Linked DNA regions of Zea mays: region 2 is linked to region 1. A link is a contact called in public Hi-C data. All regions are on one chromosome and are shown on one strand. Each heading gives the region's core, a stretch centred on a gene start, on an enhancer-like site or on the middle of the called end of the contact. The rest is flanking DNA. Distances are from core to core; before and after follow the strand shown. Region 1 holds the start of LOC100280974 (JAG). Region 2 holds the start of LOC100382048.

Region 1 (5,385 bases), core at 1,366-3,865:
AATTATATGTATAAAGTTAAAGTGTCATGGTTATGATCTGTGTATATTAATTTGACTTTTTTTTGAAAGATTGACTTTGGAACACATGATTTCCAAAACGCAAGAATAAGAAAAACACTAGATTAGAATGCTCATGCCATTGTAATCCTACAAGAATTTATAACATAGGAAAGTCATAAAACATTGGACCATAAGCACGAAAAACATAGAAATGCAAGACACAAAGGAAAGAAAACATGAGGTTGGACCTCGTGCTTATTTTCCTCTAAAATTACTGTAAAGGATGTCATTCCATAGAAATTTTAATGGAGTTGATAAGATTTGATTCTTTGTTCCAAAGTCTATCATAGGAAAACTTTTCAATAGGAATTGAATCCTCTAAATTTACTTTGTTTTTCCTCCATTCCATTTTTGCAAACATCCGTTGTGAAATATATGTTCTGTACTATGTGAGTACCAAAACCAACAATTCATGCAAAACTGAAGATTTTTAGTTTAGATTCAGGGATCCATTGCAGGCATTCATATAGAAGTAGATCCTCAGAACACTTCTGTCTTTAATGTCGAAAACACGCATCATCTAATTTAATTTCTTGGCTCTTTACACTGACTTAATTGCATGCATTAACCACAGCGTGCGGTCCGCATCTGCTCAAGTGGACGCATTCACGTTATTATTTCTGCTGTGGCCACCGCAGCCGAAGCTGCAGTTGCAGTTAAGCTTGTCGGCCTGCACGTTCATAGCAGCAGCAGCAGCCCCCGCCGCCGCTGCTGCCGGCGGAGCGGTGAGTGGAGCTCCGAAGCAAGAGAAGCTGCTGCGGTGCGTCGACTGCATCAGTGCGTCACCGCCACCGGCGGAGACTGCGTGACCGATGACATAGTCGCCGACCGCAGGCTGACGAGGAGGGCCCGGGTACGTCGCCGGCGGGTAGCTCATCGGGTGCAGTGTGGATGGCGCCGTGTAGAGGTAATGGTACGAAGGCTGCGACGATAGCCCCGGATGCACCGGCCGGAACGGGAGACACGGGTCGCCGACGCTGCTGCCACCGGTGGCGCTGGCGCCTCCCCGGAAGTTTCCTCCCAATACGGTCGGTGGGGCAGCGCCAGCCATATTTACATCCCTGAAACTGTACCCACATAATTGCAACGTGTGTGAGAAATACTGACAAACCCTAATCAAAGAGAAGGCGCGATATGGTGATCTTCTGCAGTAGATCGAGTGAGTATATGCATGCTTTACGTCATCGTCATCTGCGCTTGCGCCCCGATGGCGGCGAGGCTCTCGTTGCCGAAGACGAGTTGCCGGGCACGGTTGAGGGTTTCAGTCTCCCTCTCTGGAAGAGGAAGCCCAGAAATCAATATTAACAAACCCATAAAATACAAGGAAATGTAAGCATTGTGTAATGAGCTAGGGCTATAGTGGTGTATGATCTTGCCTTGTCGATGGCGGTTCATATGGCCGCCAAGCGCTTGAGACTTGCCGAACTTGAGGGAGCAAAACCGGCACTCATACACCTTTGCAGCATCGTCTTTCCCTCCATCGCCCTTCTTCTTTATCCCTGTCCCTGAACACACATACATTGATATCAGTCCCTTATGCGCTACAAAGTGTAGAAACTAGAAAGTGACTAGAATCTTTTATCCTTGATATTCTATATCATTTATGAGGAATCCTTCGCATCAACAGACTTAGCATATTAGTTCTGCAAACTAGGTAGCCGGAAATATTAAAAGGACAGAACTTTTAAAAAGCTAGAACTCCATTGCTGTTCAATTGCAGGACTTTCTTTCATGACGCAACTAGAACTACTTCACCTTCAAATCGAAGAAGAGAATATTAGTGCTGTAGTTCCTTACTAACTGCATGGGAGCTTGATGTGGCGGTGGTCGTGGAGCTCTCTACCGCTTGCTTGCCGTACTCCTCCGGCAAGTTGTTCAGGTCCAATGGGCTCCCTACTTGCCTCCTGGAGTCCACACGCCATGGGGACGAACAGACAAAACAAATTAAGTTCTTGGCTTCTTGGCCGGCCGAGGAGCGACAGTTCTTTTTATGTATATATATAGAACGAATCACAATGTTAATGCAGATCCTATATATACACAAGCATGAGCATATAGGATCTCAGATATGATGAACAAGATGTGTGCAACTACTACAGTAGAAGCAGCGAGGAAAAAATGGAGTAGCAAAATTGTGCGTAGTACAAGAACGATCTTGTCATGTAGACAAACAAGCTGTTCACGAAGATCCAGATTCCTGCCTTTTGATAGCACAAGCTGATTAAGAGCTCAGGCGCTCAGCACTATGCATGTACTAGCAAACAAAAAAACACCCAAGAGAAATGGCTGATGAACAGGAAAAAGAAGAGAACACAACAGATATGCACACATAAACAGGAAGCGCACACACACAGAGAGAGAGAGGCAGACGACAATAGTGGCTCAGAAGAAGATATGCACAAGACATGGAGAAGAATAATGCAAGCACACCACCAGAAAAGTGACGAGGGGGTAGTTGTGGTTCTTACATGGTGGAGCAGCAGAGAGAGCAGGCCAGCGGGGAAGGAGACAGCTGAACACACTATGAGATGTGCAATGAAGATTTGGAAGGGGATTGAGGGAAAACAGAAGTGGCCGGAAGGGGATATATATCGGATGGTGGATTGGAGTTGTAGAAAGAGAAGGGACCGGGGAGCAGGTAGGAGAGAGAGAGAGATCAGTACTCGCAGCTATGGTACACTGCTGGAGTGCTGGTAGCAGGGAGCATGTGATGTGAGTACTGAGTAGAGTATTACGGTTTACTAGTGCAGTTTGATGGCACAAAAGCAAAAAAGACAACGCAGTTTCGTAGCAGCAAATGCATAGGGGAAAAGGCTGTGATCTTTAAAGTGTTGGTTTGGGGCGTAGAGGGAGAGAGTACTCCAGTACAGCTATAATGTGGGGAGGGAGAGAAAGAGAGTGGAAAACCTGAAAGTTCTCTATCAGTTCATCTGTGTGCTCTGCGAACAGCCGTCCCTTTCTCTCTCCTCTTCTACTAGCACACATTCACACGCACACACACCTATAGTCTGCTGCCCCCCGATCCCTCTCACAGCCTCTCTACACCTCTCAAGATGCTGCTGTGCTGAAAGCAGCTACTACTAGCAGATGTGATCCTTGGACTATGTGATGGTTGCAAATCCAAATGCTGCTGTATGCCTTGTAGGAGTATCCGGCCTTCTCGCGGTTCTCTTTCCTCTCCGGCCAGGAGCCCAGGAAGAGACCGAGCGAGAGAGAGTGTCTACAACTCCACATGTCTCGCCATGCATGTTTGTGAGACACTGAGACCGTAGCATCCACACACACCCTCTAGTCTAAGCAGGAAAGCCCCACAGGCCACAACACCATCACGCTCTTATCACCGCGCTGGAGTATGTGTTTTCATCCAGCAGCTACGGATGTGCTAGCTGGGGCCTCTCATCTCCTGCTGGCTGCTGCATGCATCATTAAATGGAGTAAGCTAGAGCTCTTCTCACAAACACCCCCTAGATCTTGCATTGCGAACGTGAATAAAACACAGACATCAGACATGCACATGCACACATACATCTGTACATGCATGTATAGGTGATAGACCTGTGTGTCCTTTGTATGCTTCGTTCTCCCTCATCCTGTGCTGGTGTAGGACATGCATGCAGCTCAGCTGAGAGGCAGAGAGAGAGAGATAGAGAGAGCAATAAAGACAAGGGCACCTCTTACAAAGCCCTGCTCCAGTATTTAGTTGAGATGGGCATAGAATGCACAAGCACAAGGGATCGAGCTATTGATCAGGCTATGGCCTAGGGCTGCATGCATGCTTTCTTAGCCTTTGAGCTGGGCTATACTATTGCTACATGGTAGCTAGCAAGTGCTGGTGTCAAGTACTACTCGGAGTTTAGCCCTCTAGAGGAGGGGGGACATGAGAGAGAAGTTATAAATATCATGTCATCTAGAACTAACAATGAAAACACTTGTATAAAAATAAGTATAGTAAGGTAGCATAGATGAACGATAATAGATTAATAGATGATACTATTTATTTCAGCTTCTAGTCATTAGAATCTTTTATAGATTATCAAACGTATAGCTTTTTAGCCTACTTTCATGAGAATCATTTTAGTCAAAACCGTCCAAAATCAACTTGAACACCTAATCGACCGAGTCGTTGCGATAATATGAAACCGTAACTTTCTGCATCTTAAACCATATGGACACTTTTATCTTACTACGTCCGTAATATACACAATACTTAGATTCTCTCCACAGCTAAATTATCATAAATGTTTCTCAGAAAAAAAAAGTTGAACCAAATAGACCCGATGTCACATCAGATTTATGGTGGTATAGAAGTAAGGAAAACATTACTAGTGAATAAATGTTTTCAGGTGAAACTCCCCCATGATTTAGGTTTTTTTTGCTATGGGTAGTATAGTATTCGAAATACATTACTAGTAAATAAATGTTTTTATGTGAGGAAAACACTAGATATCCAAGACGCGCGCGGTGGGCTCGGCTTTGTCCGCCCCTTGCTTGTTGTACAGTGCACAAAGAAGCCAATGAAGAAAAAAAATGGCTGCGTTGACTTTTATTCATTTTATTTTAAGGAGATAAAATGTCTCGCTTCTATAGTTCGTTGAACTTCATTGCATAGAGCTACTATATAAAACAGGCCTAAGACTTGAGAGTAGGAATAACACGAACTCCTGTACGTATTGACATGCACTACGAGTTTTAATTTCCAGCGCGCGCTCTCTCTCTCCTCTCTGGATTTAGTAAAGGACATATACAAGTAGAGGTCAGTGGCTAGCTTGGCCTGCCCATGCAAGGCCAGACAACGGAGAAGGCTGGTGCGTGATAGGAGGACGATGCACGGGGACCTGCCGGCCGCTTGCAGCAGGAAGAAGAAAAGATGGAGAGGGATCGATCGAGACATGCTTGTGACCCCTAAGTACATGCACGCTGCGGCGTTGTGACAGTTAATTTACTGCGGGTCAAGTCAGGGGAGCTGCAATATATACTGCGTACCCAGGCGGCTGCTTCAGGGTTCCTCGTGATTTGCTTCGCGTCTTGACTTTGATGATTTGATCCATCCGTCAGAGCTTGTAAAAGAAACTGGCGGTTTCTCACTTGTACAATTGACGGCGTTGCCTTTTTTGAATTTAAAGACGATCCTTCACTTGCATGAATGGTAGCACCTACTACTTCTAGAAAATGTTTTATTGACAAGAGACTCTTAGACCCACAGTACATGCATGCCAGTTAATTAGAAAAAGGCATGTAATGTCATAAGACTGTCTTTAGCGGATAGAGTAAAATAGGGGAGAATTTTTTAACACTGTTTGGAGAGTGAAATTTAAAATACGGATG
Region 2 (5,742 bases), core at 2,680-5,179, 180 kb after region 1:
TGGAAAGGCCTCGGCGAGAGGATTCCAGCCATATATATATATATATATATATATAGCTAGGGTTTGTGTAACACTCTAAAATCACATTCTGAATAAATTAGGAAACTCATTTCGTGATTTAAATAAATGTGTTTTCAAATAATATATTATCTAAAAGATTCTTATGTGAAATATCCTTTGTGTTAAAGATCTATTCTCCAAAAAAAATTAAGTTAAACTATCGCTTAATATAGAGTTTACATAAGAAATTATATCATTTTAAATAAATATGTGAAGATTATAGATTTATTTTATTGTACTTCTAAAATGGGGTTATGTGTTTGAATTATTTTCTTTAATAACTATTATTGTAAAACATCTTACATGAATTATTCCTACTAATTTTTATTTGCTTAAATGGATAAATTAATTATTAAAAATGCTTTGTATTCATGTTGAGTTTTTGTTTATTGCAATTTATCTTTGAAATAGAAATTTTAACTTAGCTATAAATTAGACTTGAATTTTAAATTTAAAATGGAAATCAGAAATTAGAAATATAAGCTAATATAATGGATCGATGTATGTTTGGTTGGTTTGTTTCTACATGACGTCCTTTTGGTAAAGTCGATACAAATTAGGATATCGTATATATATATTTAAGAAAATATTCCTTTCAGCTAGCGCATAACACCCAAAAGTTTAATTTAAAAATTTAAATAAAAATATAATCTAAGATTTATTTAAATTGAAGGTCTAATATGATTAGTATAAATTAACAACGATATTATTGGGATAAAAGAGATAAATTAGAGTTCCTAACAGATGTGATATGATTGTAACAGATAAGTATGAGATTAGATCTGTCAGTTAACCACCCACCTAGGATAGGATTGTAACAGATAAGTACAAGATTAGATCTGTCATGTAACCACCCACCTTCCAGCCTATATAAGGTCATGTTTGGTTTCTTTAGTCATCTAACTAAACTTTAGTTAAACTAACCCGTTTGGTTTCATTGACTAAACCTGACAAAAGAACATTAATTGGTGTGAATAATAACTGCATTACCCCTATTAATCAGTGGAACCTGCTGCATGTAGAAAGAGCAGAGAGTAAGTAAGGTAAAAATCCTACTTTAGTCTTTTTAGTTACCCCTTTGGTGACTAAAGAACTAAAGTTTAGTCACCCCACTTTAGTCACCCTGTTTGCTTCTTTAGGGACCAAAAGTGACTAAAGTTTAGTTACCCAAACCAAACGGGGCCTCAATACATGTAACCATAACACCTCAACCCATCAATCATATACTCATCTCTTCTATAGCCTCGCAGCAGCACTGGTACCGCCGCATCCAAGCCACAACAGCCCGACGTCAGCTAAGCTCGCAACCATAAGTCACTATGACCAGCTCGTCGAAGTTCGAGTTTCTCCCAAATGTAGGAAACAGGCATGCAATTTTAGCCAAATCTCATTAGCAATTTTTAATGTAAAAACATGATTAAAAATATCCATGCTAAGAGATTCATACAAGTAATTTTTGGCTCTAGCATTTAAATGAATTTATTTTTCCTCACTTGTGGTGGGTTTCTCGCGATTCTTGGGTGGTTTCATCCCGTCACGAGTGACTCTCCAAACACCTAGATCAACAGCCTCTAAGTAACAAGCCATTCTAGCACTATAATATGGGAAGTTAGTGCCGTGAAGTGTGGTGGCCTATGGGTATCCACCCCCTTTCTCTAAAAAGCGTCGGTTCTTTTAGCGGTGAAGCTAAATCGTTTCAAATGAGCCAAACCAGACTCTGATATCAATTGTAGGAAACGGTGACGCCTAAGAGGGGTGTGAATTAGTACTTCTAAAACTTTCTTTAAACTAGGCCACAAATAAATCCTAGAGCAAAACATATACAAATAATCAAACTAGAATGTGCAAACTAGGTTTTGTCTAAGTGTTGCTATCTCTACCGCAAAGGCTCAGTTTCAATCTAAACAATGTACCAAAAAGACAGGATTGAAACTTAAATACTCAATTTAAATGTGGAAGGTAAAGAGTAAGGTAGAGATGCAAACTCTCGTGGATGACGCCGGTATTTTTACCGAGGTATCCGGAACCACGCAAGGTTCCGATTAATCCTCGTTGGTGCCTCTACGCAAAGGGTAGCCCACGCGATGGCCAAGCACCACGATCGAGTAACTCCATAGAGAGATGCAGGCCTTCTCCACGCGCAAGTGGTGCTCCGCTTCCGGCTCCTCTCGGACGCTCCCCGTTGTCTCCACTATCGAGCTTCCGACCGAAACTTCGTGGGCCTCGTTCCTTCCGGTACACGGTGGTAGCCGTGACATAAACACGGTTGTCACGATCTCGCAAGACTCTCGTCCCACTCGATACAATTACAACAGCTCACGCAAGAGCCGAGGGGTTGTGTGTTTTTTCTAAACTCACTCAACTAACTAGGATTCACCTAGAGCAAACGCTAATGCGGTCTAACTAATCCAAGCACTTCGCAAAGCACCTACGTTAATCACCGAGTGATTCTATTAAGCATTTGGGTGTATGAGCACTTGGAAATGTATACGATATGCCTTGGTATGTTGCTAGGGCTCTTACACCTTCAAATGGTCGGTTGGATGATGTATTTATTGGCCCCAACTCAATTATAGCCGTTGGAGGAAAACTGCAGCTTTCTGCGGCACACCAGACAGTCCTGTGGTAGGCACCGGACAGTCCGGTGTCCTGTCCGGTGCACCACTAGTCGTTGGATCTGTCAGTCGACCGTTGGCTGTCAGCCTTTGCACCTGACAGTCTGGGCCCTCCTCCACAGTGCCACTAGGAACTAGTCGTTGGACTAATATTCCCTGGTGCACCAGACAGTCTGGTGTCCTCGACCTGACAGTCCACCAGTGACAACACTTTTCTTCGTTTCTTAGACTTTGCTTGATACTTGTTGATCTTCATAATGTCTTCATTTGATGTGTTGCTTTCCTCAATGCCTTAGTCCAAGTCACTTTAGCATCCTGTAAACTACAATTATAAACGCTAGCAAACTTATTAGTTCACAGGTTATGTTGATCATCAAACACCAAAACCTTTTGAGCCAAATGGTCCGAGACCCATTTTCCTCACACCCAACTCTAGCGACAAATTCGACGAGTAATTTCTCACCGTCCGTTCATCTTCTAGGGCAGCCCACGATGTGGCCCCACTGTGGCCCATAGACTCGACTATTGGGCCTCCTCAGTCGAGTTGTCTTTCCCGCCACCGAGTCTTCATCAGCTATCCCCTTCTTGATCCTCACATCGGCTCGGCTCGGCTTGACTCGTTGACAGACCAAACTCGACTCGGCTTGGCTCATTCATTCAACGAGCTCAGGCTCGGCTTAGCTCGAAATTGCCTCGCGAGATGGATCTTGATAAATAATATTGTATTATATAGTAATTTAATAGTATTTAAATGTGAAAAATATAATCATCATTTAACATTTTAAGTAAAATTATCTATTATCCATCTTTATTATATAGTTTAATTAATCTGGGACAACTGCTTTTTTACAGCCCTACTCATGAGCTTCGTACGACAGTGTGAAGAAGAGCAGGCAGCTTTTTTAAGCAATTGTACGTACCCATCCATGGTCGACGGAACCGCATCTATATCCACGGCCAGCTCATGTCAGCGTCACCGAAGTTGTTTCCAAACAAACAGAACCGGAAAGCTGCACCAGAGAAAAGAACGAGCTAGAAGAAAAGATAGCAGCCAAGAAGTCTCACAAGATCACGCCCGAGACAGCGAGGAAACGGAAAAACGGAGGTGTGACTGTGTGTTGTGAGTGACCAGAGCGGCGAGGAGCGGGGGCGGAGAGAGGACAGACGGGGTGCAGTGCACGCGACGCACGCGGCACCCTCGGCTCGCCGTTCACAATAAAATCCAGCCACGCCTGCGCATCCCTCGTCCTCGTCTCTCTCACAGCTGCTTTCTTCCTTCCTGTTCCTGCTCGTCGCCTCTCGAAAGCCAGGAGGAGTCTCGCCTCCCCCTCCTCGCGCGCGTGGCAGCTATGGCGATGGACGACCTCGCGGGCGCCTCCTCCTCCTCCTCCATGGCGGCGGCCGCCTCCTCCGACCCCTCGCACGGCTGGCAGACGGTGTCGTATCCCAAGCGCAACCGCAAGCAGGCGCAGCCGCCCCGCACCACGGCGCCCGATCTGGCGCTGCAGTCCAACGGCAAGCCTGGCGGCGTCTTCGACGCCGTCGAGAAGCGCTCCCAGGAGCGCCACCGCGCGCTGCAGCAGCAGCTCGCCTCCAGGGCGGCCGACCTCGACGACGCGCGGATCGCCGTTGCCACGGGCGCCGCCTACTCCGACGACGACGACTCCGACGAGGCCGCTGCCCCGCGCCAGGAGGGAGAGGTCAAGAAGCCTAAGAAGCCCAAGGTGAAGAAGCCGAAGGTGACGGTCGCCGAGGCCGCCGTCCTGATCGACGCCGAGAACCTCGCAGCGCACCTCTTCGAGATCTCGGTAAGGCCGCGTCAAACCTCTCCTCCCCGTCGAATTCCTGTTAAAAAAATGAGATCTTGTGATGATGGTCCGGATCAAGGTTTTGTCTTTTTACGGATCGGATCTGGGTAGGGTTTAGCGACGGATCTCGCTGGAATTGATGAAATTCCGACGAAATGCTAGGACGTACCGGGTTTCGGATCAAGTTGAACCAAAATTCTATCCAATATAGTACTGTTGCCTTGCCTGAAAGTCGGATCTTAGGATGTAAAGATGGATCTCGGGGAGCTCTGGGCTTTGGTATTAGGATTAGCCTGCAAAAGGTTGGTACACTTTCTGTTGTGTATGTATATTCTGATTATTTGTTCTGTGCAGGCATCGTACGAGAATCAACAGGACATTCAGCTCATGAGGTTTGCTGATTACTTTGGCCGGGCATTTGCAGCTGTGAGCGCATCTCAATTTCCATGGGCAAAGATGTTCAAAGAATCAACAGTGTCCAAGATGGTTGATGTGAGTTATCATATCACTAGATATTGTTCTGGAATCTATTTATGCATGTCATCATTTTTTTTCAGACTGCTTAGATGCAATTGCTGTCTGTAGGAGGTCTATTTTTTTAATGTTACTCTACTGTGCTGTAGCGCACGTAGTGATGCATTTGGTATTTATGTTTCACTCCAAAATTAGGAAAATCCATGCATTAAGGTCTTTGGTTTTTTATGCATGCGAAACTTTTTTCCAGATTGTGCTTAGTTGCAATTGCTGTTGATTGGAGGTTTATGTTTTAATGTTATGTTATTGTGCTGTAGCCGCACGTAGTGATGTATTTGGTATTTATGTTTCACACTAAAATTTGGAGAATCCGTGCAATAACGTCTCTGGTTTATATGCATGTGATCATTTTTTTCAGCTCATGCTTAGACGCAATTGCTGTTGATTGGAGGTTTATGTTTTAATGTTATGTTATTGTGCTGTAGCTGCACGTAGTGATGTATTTGGTATTTATGTTTCGCGCCAAAATTTGGAGAATCCGTGCAATAACGTCCCTGGTTTATATGCATGTGATCATTTTTTTCAGCTCATGCTTAGACGCAATTGCTGCCTGTTGGATGTTTATGTTTTAATGTTACGTTACTGTGCTGTAGCTGCACGTAGTGATGCATTTGGTATTTATGTTTCGCGCCAAAATTTGGAGAATCTGTGCAATAACGTCTCTGGTTTATATGCACGTGATCAATTTTTTTCAGCTCATGCTTAGACGCAATTGCTGCCTGTTG

The links. Hi-C and Micro-C count contacts between places; a contact is called where the count stands out from the background.
Region 2: a Hi-C map of tassel shows a contact between it and region 1, with 2.4 times the contacts expected there. The contact joins the promoter of LOC100382048 here to the promoter of LOC100280974 in region 1. A contact is called at or near these places in 3 of 25 Hi-C or Micro-C datasets (ear, leaf and tassel).

The regions. Positions count from the first base shown.
Region 1 is chr3:23,249,266-23,254,650 of Zm-B73-REFERENCE-NAM-5.0, forward strand. LOC100280974 (JAG) reads right to left here and starts at 2,616. Exons shown (of 5, transcript NM_001399073.1): 1 at 2,529-2,616; 2 at 1,858-1,964; 3 at 1,437-1,565; 4 at 1,241-1,334; 5 at 470-1,127. The coding sequence starts at 2,530. The coding sequence ends at 653.
Region 2 is chr3:23,428,331-23,434,072 of Zm-B73-REFERENCE-NAM-5.0, forward strand. LOC100382048 reads left to right here and starts at 3,930. Exons shown (of 10, transcript NM_001394902.1): 1 at 3,930-4,483; 2 at 4,838-4,975. The coding sequence starts at 4,025.